Regions from separate parts of the Rattus norvegicus genome. Here region 1 is linked to region 2. The links are chromatin contacts, called in public Hi-C maps. All regions are on one chromosome and are shown on one strand. Each heading gives the region's core, a stretch centred on a gene start, on an enhancer-like site or on the middle of the called end of the contact. The rest is flanking DNA. Distances are from core to core; before and after follow the strand shown. Region 1 holds the start of Tent5a (terminal nucleotidyltransferase 5A). Region 2 overlaps Bckdhb (branched chain keto acid dehydrogenase E1 subunit beta).

Evidence for each region. A called contact is a pair of places that touch in the nucleus more often than the background predicts.
Region 1: a contact with region 2 is called in a Hi-C map of the Rat2 cell line, with 6 times the contacts expected there. The contact joins the promoter of Tent5a here to the enhancer-like site in region 2. A contact is called at or near these places in 5 of 12 Hi-C or Micro-C datasets (the A7r5 cell line, the Rat2 cell line, Schwann cells and 2 more).

What each region holds. Positions count from the first base shown.
Region 1 is chr8:95,105,679-95,110,596 of GRCr8, reverse strand. Tent5a (terminal nucleotidyltransferase 5A) reads left to right here and starts at 1,497. Exons shown (of 3, transcript NM_001106844.1): 1 at 1,497-1,802; 2 at 1,991-2,534; 3 at 3,562-4,918. The coding sequence starts at 1,783. The coding sequence ends at 4,338.
Region 2 is chr8:93,893,135-93,898,543 of GRCr8, reverse strand. The region is part of intron 9 of Bckdhb (branched chain keto acid dehydrogenase E1 subunit beta); the gene reads right to left. Among named protein-coding and RNA genes, the nearest start is that of Bckdhb, 170 kb to the right of the region's middle. Within about 2 kb of position 3,828, at least 10 of the 93 cell types and tissues checked have an H3K27ac peak or open chromatin away from gene starts, as enhancers often do.

The DNA.
Region 1 (4,918 bases), core at 248-2,747, 1.2 Mb before region 2:
CCCACACCCACACACACACACACATTTCGTATATACGAAATGTGTTGCTAGGCACTGCTCATGGTTGGACATGTCCTGAAAGGAAGTAGCGGGATTTGAGAACAATGTAGGGGTCCAGGGATCCTTAATCGCTCAATTCAATTTGGCCTAGGCCGGGCCTATGCTAAGAAAGCCTGGCCTCTAGTAGAGTGTCTTCATTTTGTGGACTCACAGCTCCACAGGGCACCAGCAGGGGGCGGCGTTGTCACGCAGCTAGATCCGCGTGGGCGACACCCTTGCATCCCATCCCTCAACTCAGAGCCACACAGGTTGGGCTTGTAGGCCAGGGCTCCCTAAATTCAAAGGCTGGTTCTCTGAAGTTGTCTAGGGTCATGGGGGTAATGGCTGTTCATTCCAGGACCTCTCTCTAACCTGACTGCCTCGGCCCACAGCCTCTACCTGGAGCAAGGACTGCAAAGCATTACTTTGTACAGAGGCAGCGGGCGGCGGAGGAAGTGGACAAGGGAAAGCCGGAGCTTTCTAGCAAACATTGTGGTGCCAGAGCGCGCAGATAACCTTTTCCAATCCTTAAGCGCTACACTGGCGACTGAAGCTGGAGGGGAGAAACTTCGCGTCTTTTAGATTTGCCCTTTATGGCTGGTAAGGAGCCAGACCCTACCTAGATCATTGAGGTTTTATTCACTCGAGAACTGAGAATCTTAGAGACTGCTAGGAATGCACTTCGTCCCTCGGGTCTGAGCCGAAGGACCGCCACCCTTGGGTCCGCTTTCCTGCACTGCTGGGTTGCGCTCCGAGACCCCGCCGGTTGGCCGCGAGCTCCTGTAGCTGTGTGATAGGTAACGCGCGCCTGCCCGGCTCGCGCGCAGCAGCTGGACGCGCACTCAGGCTGGTTGGCTGGCATCCGACTTCCCCAGCACTTCTGGAGGTTTCGAGAATCGAAACTCAGTTCTCAGTAAACCCTCCCCCTCCCGCACGGAGACTGACGTGCGTGATCAGTTGCCTCTGGAGACTACACTTGGCCCAGGGTCCTTAGTGGAATCGGCGGTCTAGCCACAAACGGACACTGTTGGGGGAACCTCCAGGAGACCCAGAGTTACTCGGCAAATGACGCGCTACACCCGGCCAGAAGGCTAGGCTTGGGAAGTTTCTATAGTTGCATGATTTTTTAACCCTGATCCAGTTTTGATGGACATCTATCACATTTGAGGCAAAGTGTCTCCTCTTCAGGGGTGTGTGTGCGCGTGTGCGTGTGTGCGGACGTGCAGAAATGGACAGATCTACACGTAGGAGCCACAGGCATCTGTCTGTGCACATTAGCCAGGGGCTGCGCACCTTGGCCTGGCTCCAGCAGCCCTGAGCTCGGGCGACTGTCCACCCAGCCCTGGGGGGCGGTGCTCTATGCAAATGAGAGGGTGTGGCGAGCACTGCGCGCAAGGGCCCCGGAAGCGCGGAGAAGCCCGGTATAAAAAAAGTACTGAAGACATTTCCCCCCGCACAACTGCTAAAGCTCCAGAGACGCGAGTGTGCGCGGTGGCATCGGCGGCGTCGAGAGCCGCCACCTCCGAGACCACCGCAGCGGGGGCGCGGGCGGGGCGCGGGCAAGGGGCGGGAACGCTCAGGGCGCGGCGGGGGTCGGCGCAGAGAAGTCTCGGGCCGCTGCCCCGAGCGCACTCGCAGTTCCTGCGAAGTGTGTCCGCCTCGCGGTTCCTCGCTCGCCTGCGCTCCTAGAAGGGGCGGCCGCCTCCAGGTGACACAGACGGGACTCTCGCTTGTGCTTTCCAGATGCATCAGAGATACTTTTGGTGCGGGGCTGCTCTGCGGGGCGCGGCGCGCGGCTGGGCACTGGGGTCGGTGGGGGGAGGAGGGCTCCTATGGGCAGCTCCTGGGACGTCATGATCGGGGAGGGGGAGCCCAGGCCCCTGGGCGGGACCCCGGTCCCCGCACCCGCACACCTTCCTGCCGCTCCCCTAAACCCACTCTTTCCTCTTAGGACTGACCAAGGCCAAGTGGCGTTCGGCGGGCACTACATGGCTGAGAGCGAAGGGTACTTTGCCATGGCAGAGGACGAGCTGACCGGCGGCCCCTACATCCCTCTGGGTGGTGACTTCGGCGGCGGTGGCAGCTTCGGCGACCGCTGCTCGGACTATTGCGAAAGCCCCACGGCGCACTGCAACGTGCTGAACTGGGAGCAAGTGCAGCGGTTGGACGGCATTTTGAGCGAGACCATCCCGATCCACGGTCGCGGCAACTTCCCCACGCTCGAGCTGCAGCCGAGCCTGATTGTGAAGGTGGTGCGGAGGCGCCTGGAGGAGAAGAGCATAGGTGTCCGCGACGTGCGCCTCAACGGCTCGGCCGCCAGTCACGTCCTGCACCAAGACAGCGGCCTGGGCTACAAGGATCTGGACCTCATCTTCTGCGCCGACCTGCGTGGGGAAGAAGAGTTTCAGACTGTGAAGGACGTCGTGCTGGATTGCCTGTTAGACTTCTTGCCCGAAGGGGTGAACAAGGAGAAGATCACGCCGCTCACTCTCAAGGTAAAGCCACCTGATGGGCTTGGGCACAGTGGCGGGCCGGGGGCGGGGAGAAAGCAAGCCGGATTTGCCCTCACTGCGGACCGTTTGGCCGTAGGGAGTACATTTATTTATTTTTTTATTCTTTTTTTCACGAGTGTACTAATGTGCGTGAGTGCTATGGAGTGTTTTAGTTTCCTGGGAGCTCCAGCACCACAACTCTGCTTCCTCCTCTGCGTTTCCTTCTCTTCCTTCTCTCTATGGTTTAACTCTTGACTTTCCTTCCTGGACTCGTGTCCAGAGTATAATGTGATTGGTGGAAGGATGGAATGATGTAAATAATTTTTTTGAGTCATCTTGTGATCTAGACTTTGGGAAAAATAGCAGCCCGAAGCAGAACTGAGTCAATGGTTTTTTATTGTATTGGAAAATATGAATAGATTCCTACTCTGGATTCAACTGACTCCAGCGTTTAAGATATTTGGTGCTTTTCCCTGTGAATTCACGAGTTGAGGGCATAGTAGTGTGCCCCTCCCCTTCGGTTTAGGTGGCATTTTGTATAATTAATTAAAGTTGTCTGAAGGCAATTTAGTTCCTCTTTGGCTGTGAGTGTAGTGTGTTACTGGAGAGACTGATAAGATTGATTGCCTAAGGGGGAGGAGAACTGCGTGGTTGGAGGCAAGGGTGTGAGAGGCGGACTCCACGACAGTGTCTGCCTTTCTGTGGATAGCGAGTGAATATTGTGCCTATTAGACCATCTTCAAAAAATAACATTTGAAGTCAGACATGACAACAGAACGTCTTAGTATGCTGCCGCGTCTGCCAAAAGCCTCAAACTATTACTTCTAGTCTCTTTCCCAGACGGCAAAACTACTCGTTAAATGTATTTTTTCCCCCTGTTTTCCGAAGTCTGTTTAAGCTTGTAGGTAGTGTTTTGCTGAAACTTAACAAAACAAACAGGAAGGGGCAAAATAATTCTCAGCAAAGAAGCATTTATTGTTCCTTTTCCAGCTTTGCTCATTTTTTTCTTGTTTTATCTTTTACATCCTAGGAAGCGTATGTGCAGAAAATGGTTAAAGTGTGCAATGATTCTGACCGGTGGAGCCTTATATCCCTGTCAAACAACAGCGGCAAAAATGTGGAGCTGAAGTTTGTGGATTCCCTCCGGAGGCAGTTTGAATTCAGTGTAGATTCTTTTCAAATCAAATTAGACTCTCTTCTCCTCTTTTACGAGTGTTCAGAGAACCCAATGACCGAGACATTTCACCCCACCATAATCGGCGAGAGTGTCTACGGTGATTTCCACGAAGCCTTCGATCACCTTTGCAACAAGATCATTGCCACCAGAAACCCCGAGGAAATAAGAGGAGGAGGCCTGCTTAAGTACTGCAACCTCTTAGTGCGGGGCTTCAGGCCTGCCTCTGAGGAGATCAAGACCCTTCAGAGGTACATGTGTTCCAGGTTCTTTATTGACTTCTCAGACATCGGAGAGCAGCAGAGAAAGCTGGAATCCTACTTGCAGAACCACTTCGTGGGCTTGGAAGACCGCAAGTATGACTATCTCATGACCCTCCACGGAGTGGTAAACGAGAGTACGGTGTGCCTGATGGGACATGAGAGAAGGCAGACTTTAAACCTTATCACCATGCTGGCAATCCGGGTGCTAGCTGACCAAAATGTCATTCCTAATGTGGCTAATGTCACTTGCTATTACCAGCCGGCCCCCTATGTCGCAGATGCTAACTTTAGCAATTACTACATCGCACAGGTTCAGCCAGTATTCACATGCCAGCAGCAGACGTATTCTACTTGGTTACCCTGCAATTAAGAATCATTTAAAAATGTCCCATGGGGAAGCCATTTCAAAGATAGTAAAATGAAAAAAAAAAGGAAGAAAAATTATGAAACAACACCAAAAAAGGGGAGTGACCCGGCCCTAATTAGGGATGTGTTTTGTGCACTGAGGACTTGCTCCCGATTTTAAAGTTGGCAATGCTTGGGGATCTTTCCATACATAAGGGAGCATGATCTCAACTCGTCACCCTCTCCACCTATGGTCTCTATCCAATCGGATTGTATCTTGAAACAAAAAGAGGCCTGTTAGGGAAAGCAGCCAGATTCTCCCAAAATAACAAGAGAATTAAAAAAAAAAACCGGCTTGATTTTGACAATATGGGTTTGCAGCAACTACTCCCATAGCTCTGCCATAGGGAAGGGGAATGGTGGGGAAACTTTTAAGATGGCGTTCACAATGGGAAAATGCTGAGGAAGAAAGCCTTGCCTATCACTTGAGGAGGTCAGAAAGTGACCAGGGAAAGCAGGGCTACTGGTAGGGATTACCATCTGTCTAGCAGCAAGTGCTCCCTTTGGAGTGATCCTGTTTTCCTCACAGAAACAGCTCAGTCCAA
Region 2 (5,409 bases), core at 2,579-5,078:
CACAAATCTTAAAACCAAGATTTAGTATTAAATCAGTGCCTCCACTAGTCCAAAATTGTTGTAAGTTAGAGGTTAGATTCCTGATTTTCAAAGCTAGCTTTCTAAAGTTTACTACTTCATAACATCAGCTAAGTCAGGATATCAGAGTCAGGATAACTCTTTCATTTAGAATATAGCTAAAAGAATTTTTGTAAGAACAGGACACTATACTGCGATGATCTAGGGATGCATAGATTTTAAATTAGTTCATTTCGATTTTCATGAATTCTAAATTAGGCATCACAAGCATAGGACCTAGCACTCATCAATATCACTTTGGTTTCCCAGGTAAAAGCTGCAAAAATTTTTGTCCTACTTCAGACTTGCCCCCTTAGTCGTGAACTGTGATCTGCGATGCCCACCACTTTCAATAAATGGTAAAGAAACAATGACTTAAAATTAATTTCCTCATTAAATCTTCCTGCAGCACACTGACTGATGACAACCGGCCTCTGAAGGGGCTTTGGGGCTTCACAAGTTTGCAGTCCGAGGCTGAGACTCCTCTGAGATAAAATATGTGTAATTCGACATGTAGAACACACTGGGACGCAATGCTTTTGTTAAAATATGTTATATGAAGGGAAGAGGGGGAAGGCAAGGATCTCAAATTTCCACAGACGCCGAGGCTTCTCAAATTTTACAGTTCAAATTCTTCCTATAGAAAGGAGCACGGACCACGGCGGCGGCGGCATGGGAAGGCAAAATTTCCTTAGGATGCGGACACATAATGATAAACATAAGCCAGCAACAGCTTGGGGTCCCCTCGGGAGCAAACAGCTCTGTTCTCTATAAGGTAGGATTTCCGGTGTGCTTGTCGCACCGACAAATGAAAATTCTCCTGAAAAGTGACTTCGGGTGATCGCAAAAAAGCCGTGTTTCTGCATGTTTTTCTATAAAATTCCTGGGGTCTCAGTCTACCACCACCAGATGTCCAAAAGTCAGAAGTCGGCATCCTCCCAGCAAGACGACCCTTGTCTCCTGACAGGGAGTTGCTCCATCTTCGAACTGCCGGGTTACTGAGTGGCCGGCACTCACTGGCTTTTGCAACCTGTTCTTAAGAAGTTTCAAACCTAACTGTAAACTGAAACTAAAAAGAACAGACGGAGTCCTCTCGAACTGTCCCTGTCTTTCTAATAAGAAACAAAAACAAAAACAGGAAACTGATTTTTTTTTAAAGGTGGCTAAAGCATTTGTTATTTCAAAAATTAGTCTTGGAAAAAAAATCAAGGTTTGTAAAATCCTTCTCTTTAAACATGTTAAACTTATCTGTTGTTGTTTATGCTTAAAAAGAAATGTCAAAAGAGCTTGCTACACACACACACACACACACACACACACACCCACCCCAAAAGCAACGCAGGAGAGAGTGATCATTTTACCACATATGTATGATGCCAACAGACAACGTCAATGTTTTATGAAGTGGAACGCTTTTCTAAAAAGTTAATTCTGTGGCCACAGCACCCTAACCTTTCGAGTTTGACCTTAGTGGCTACATTAGGCAGTAGTGTGACTCTGGCCAGTAGGTAGATGACTTCAATTTTAACCATAAAGCCCAGCAGAAATAAATGTTACATATTGTCATCAATCACTTGGAGGATGTCTGGTCAGAAACCTGATGTTGCTGTCTGCTGCTACTCATAAAGTTCAGTCATTGAATAAATGAAGTCTGTGTTAGAGACATGTGACAGAAGCTGCAAAGGGGCAGGTGGAGACTCTCGTCATTCAGATGCATATGACTTCAGCATCCTGCTATGTGTGGCCTGTTTGTGAAAACAAATGCAGCCCTTGCAGCGACTGCTAGCATCTCATTCAAATGAAACGCATGATCCAAAGTACATTTTGCTCTCTAGTGACGTTTCTGTCTTAAAATTGGCTATTTCTTACAAAAACGCGTTTCACGTTGAATGTTTATGAATTTGCAGTTTCCTGTTAGTGTTTCAGGAGTCCAGGGATGGCTCGAATCCATGGCCTTTTCCGTACTCTTCGTAATTGAGAAAATAGGTGCTGATAAGACGATTTCAGCTCTGCATGCCGCCTTAGCACAGCCGAGCTGCGTGCTCAGAACAGATAAACTTCCAACGAAGAGGATAAAACCACAGCTTTAACAGAAGGGTGGCTGGCGGCTGACATCTGGCTCCTAATACTTTTATAGTTAAGTGTAGAAAGATCTGATGAAAGGCACCGTTAGCAAGGAACTTGAGGTGAGCTAAAGAAACGGTAGCAATATAAAGGTAACATTCGCGTGTTTCGTTTAGATGGATCAGAACATTTAATTACTACCATTTTATCCTTTTTAAATCCTACTTGCTAGGGGCTGACTTCCATAAATTGAATCAGGACCTCCAATGAAGAATCTGTGGCTAAAGCAGAAAGTACTAAACCACCACCCCTACCCCCACCCCTACCCCCACCCCTACCCCCACCCCTACCCCCACCCCTACCCCCACCCCAGAGGCCACAGGGGTTCAAGTACTGGTCATTATGTCATAGCTAATGATGTGTCTAAGCGAGAATGGCCTCAAACAGTCTCACGTGTACTCAACACAGGCAAGGAACAGCCAGAAAAACAACATGGAGAAATACAGAGGGGGGAAAGAATGAAGCTGTCCGTTTTGAGTTCCAGGAAGGACCATGTATATATACAGAGAGAAGCTGCTTAAGTACTAACCCAGCCTAAACAGTAACTAAACAGATACTCCTATTTGATAATACATTAGCATTAACGGTCTATATAGTCTGGCTTAATCCTCCTAACGTCCCTGTGGGGGTGACAAGTGAGACAGTCTGGGAGGGTAAAGAGCCAACCTCACACAGGTACGCACACATTGCTATGGACTTAAACCCGTGGGGCTCACCCGATGCAGGTGCACCGTGAAAGACCGCAGTCTCTAGTATTCAAAGACTCTTGCTTGGATCCAAGGTGATTCCGTGGTTTGTTACTCCTGCACCTGTGAACAGGAGCCATGTGTTTCTTTTCGAGCGGAAGTGAGATCTGTTTTTTTCTTTTTTCTTTTTAACTCTCATAAGCAGCAGAAGGGTAGCGAGGAAGAGGGCTCAGACAGTGGGGACTGGACAGCCTTCTTTAATTAGAATCACAGCAAGTGGGTTTGCAGGCTTGAAGACATTTTTTTTTGAAGATGCTTTCTGAGAAGATGTGTATGGTGTGCCTGGAAGGAATTTGTTCCTAGTTAACTTCACTGCGAAGTACGTGAGTGTGGGATCACAGCTTGATTCCAGCCCGGGGCTGTCCACATAAGTTTGATGGTTTCTATAGTGAGTTTCAAATCACAAAAGCACTTCAGAAGAAAAGGAAACCAGCCCCCGTTTATTTATTTCTTTATTTATGAGATAGTTTAGATGAATTTATGGAACTAGGTTTTTTTGATTAAAATATTACCACCTTTTGAGAGGCTGGAGAAATACTTTAAATGCGCAGAGTTTGCAAGTCTTAGTCTGGCTTTGCCTTAAATTGGGGAATAAAATTTAATCTCCTCACAGTAAATATTTTATAGTTGTTCTCCACACTTAACTGAATTTTTTTTAGGACTCTACCACTAGAGAATAAGATCTCTAAAGTATTTAAATAAATGTTTTTTGAGAATTAAATTAAATTCTTTTTTTTTTTAACAACCAAAACAACAGGCAACAGAGCAAGCCACCGAGATGACACAAGTGCAGAATCAGTGTAAACTTTAGTGCAGTACCGGGTCCCTGTCTCAGAGCACAGACACCAGCCTCAGCTCCTGCTTAGTCGCACAGCCCCCGAAGCTGACACTGGGTGCTTACTAAGGAGCTGTGGGCTCCCGGCAGCAGTGGAAAGCGAGCTGAACACGTATGTAAGTTCCATCAAGTGGACACTAACGTGCACAGATGGAGCTGCACGGAGCAAACAAATCCTAGCTGTCTGAGGTAAACATTCCAGCCGCCCCTGGAAAAGTTTCATTTTTAAAAGCGCATGTGTCTGTCTCTGTCTGTCTGTCTGTCTGTCTGCCTGCCTGCCTGTCTCTCTGCGTCTGTGCATACATATATATGTGCACACATAATCAAATGCGTATATGTGCGAGTATGTGCATATATGAATCAGAGTTTCCGAAGCACTTGAATCTCATCATTTTCAATCCCCACTCTCCAAAATGAACACGCTTACATCTGACTTAACAAATCGCCAGCCCACAAGGATTTTCCCTAGGTTTCCTCCAAGGCTAATTACGTAGCAAATCTAATTAAGTGCACATGACTCATCTCAACAGCAGGTACTTCAGTTACTTCGGCACTGCCAAAAGGGGTCCAAAGTGTGTGTTCTCCCGCCAAAATAATCACGCTGTGCGCCAAACTGATAACCGTTAAACACAGCTGCAGAGCAAATGTGCGGTCTCGGTGCTGTAAATACAGTGTTCACACATCAATCTGCTCGCCAGGCAATTGCTGGTTCAGAACTACCGACTGCACATACAGTACTGCACAGAAGGCCCGTGCAGCCCTGCCCGTCCGTCATTTCTCCAGGAGCCTTGCACAGACAGGAGGGCTCCCTGCTCTTAGGAAACATACACCGAAAGTCTGAAAGTCTGAAAGTCTCAAACCGCAAACGCTGAAACGCATCTTTGCTAGACTGGTTTGCTTAAGCTCAACGTGCTTGTAGGAATAAGAGCGTAGAGCATTCTGTGTATTTGAGAGTATATTCGCAGAACAGCTAGCATGGAATGTAGCTAACCTCATTCTTGAAAATCCCAGAAAGTCGTCAACGCAAACTAATTGCATTTAATTGCAATTAAAATTGGTTAGAATACTAACCAAAGCTATGACAAACCAGCACTGCGGAAATTAAACTATATTTCAGTAAGGCGAATAATTTCTGCAGAAGGAAATCCTTTGCAGAGGGGTGCTCCAAGTTCAGTGGGTTTGCGGGTTGTTTAAGGCCATGATCGAATTCCCTCCAGAGATTATGAGATCACCATGGCAACTATTCTTCCCAAGATACGCAAGAACCAGTGTTCTGGAAACATGCTTGTCCTTCTGTGGTGGTAACAATATGACCTAGTTTTAGGGACAAAATCTACCTGGTTTTGTGCAAAGCAAACAACATGTTCATTGACTGAATCACCACCATAGAATATAGCTTCCTTACTGAATGCAAAAATACTGAGATTAGCCATTGTGCTAATGTCTAAACAGAGCGAAGTTTGTGACTTAAGTTATTCAGGATGTTACAGCTGGAGTAGCTAAGAGCATAGGCCCAGGCTGAAGAAAACTGGCCATGAGAGAGCAAAGGGCTTATCAGGACAAAAGTTGGCCAGAGGAAAACCCATATGCTTCCCCACAGCTCTTGCAGTTTCTCCAAAGGGGCACACATTTCAGTGGTTACATGAG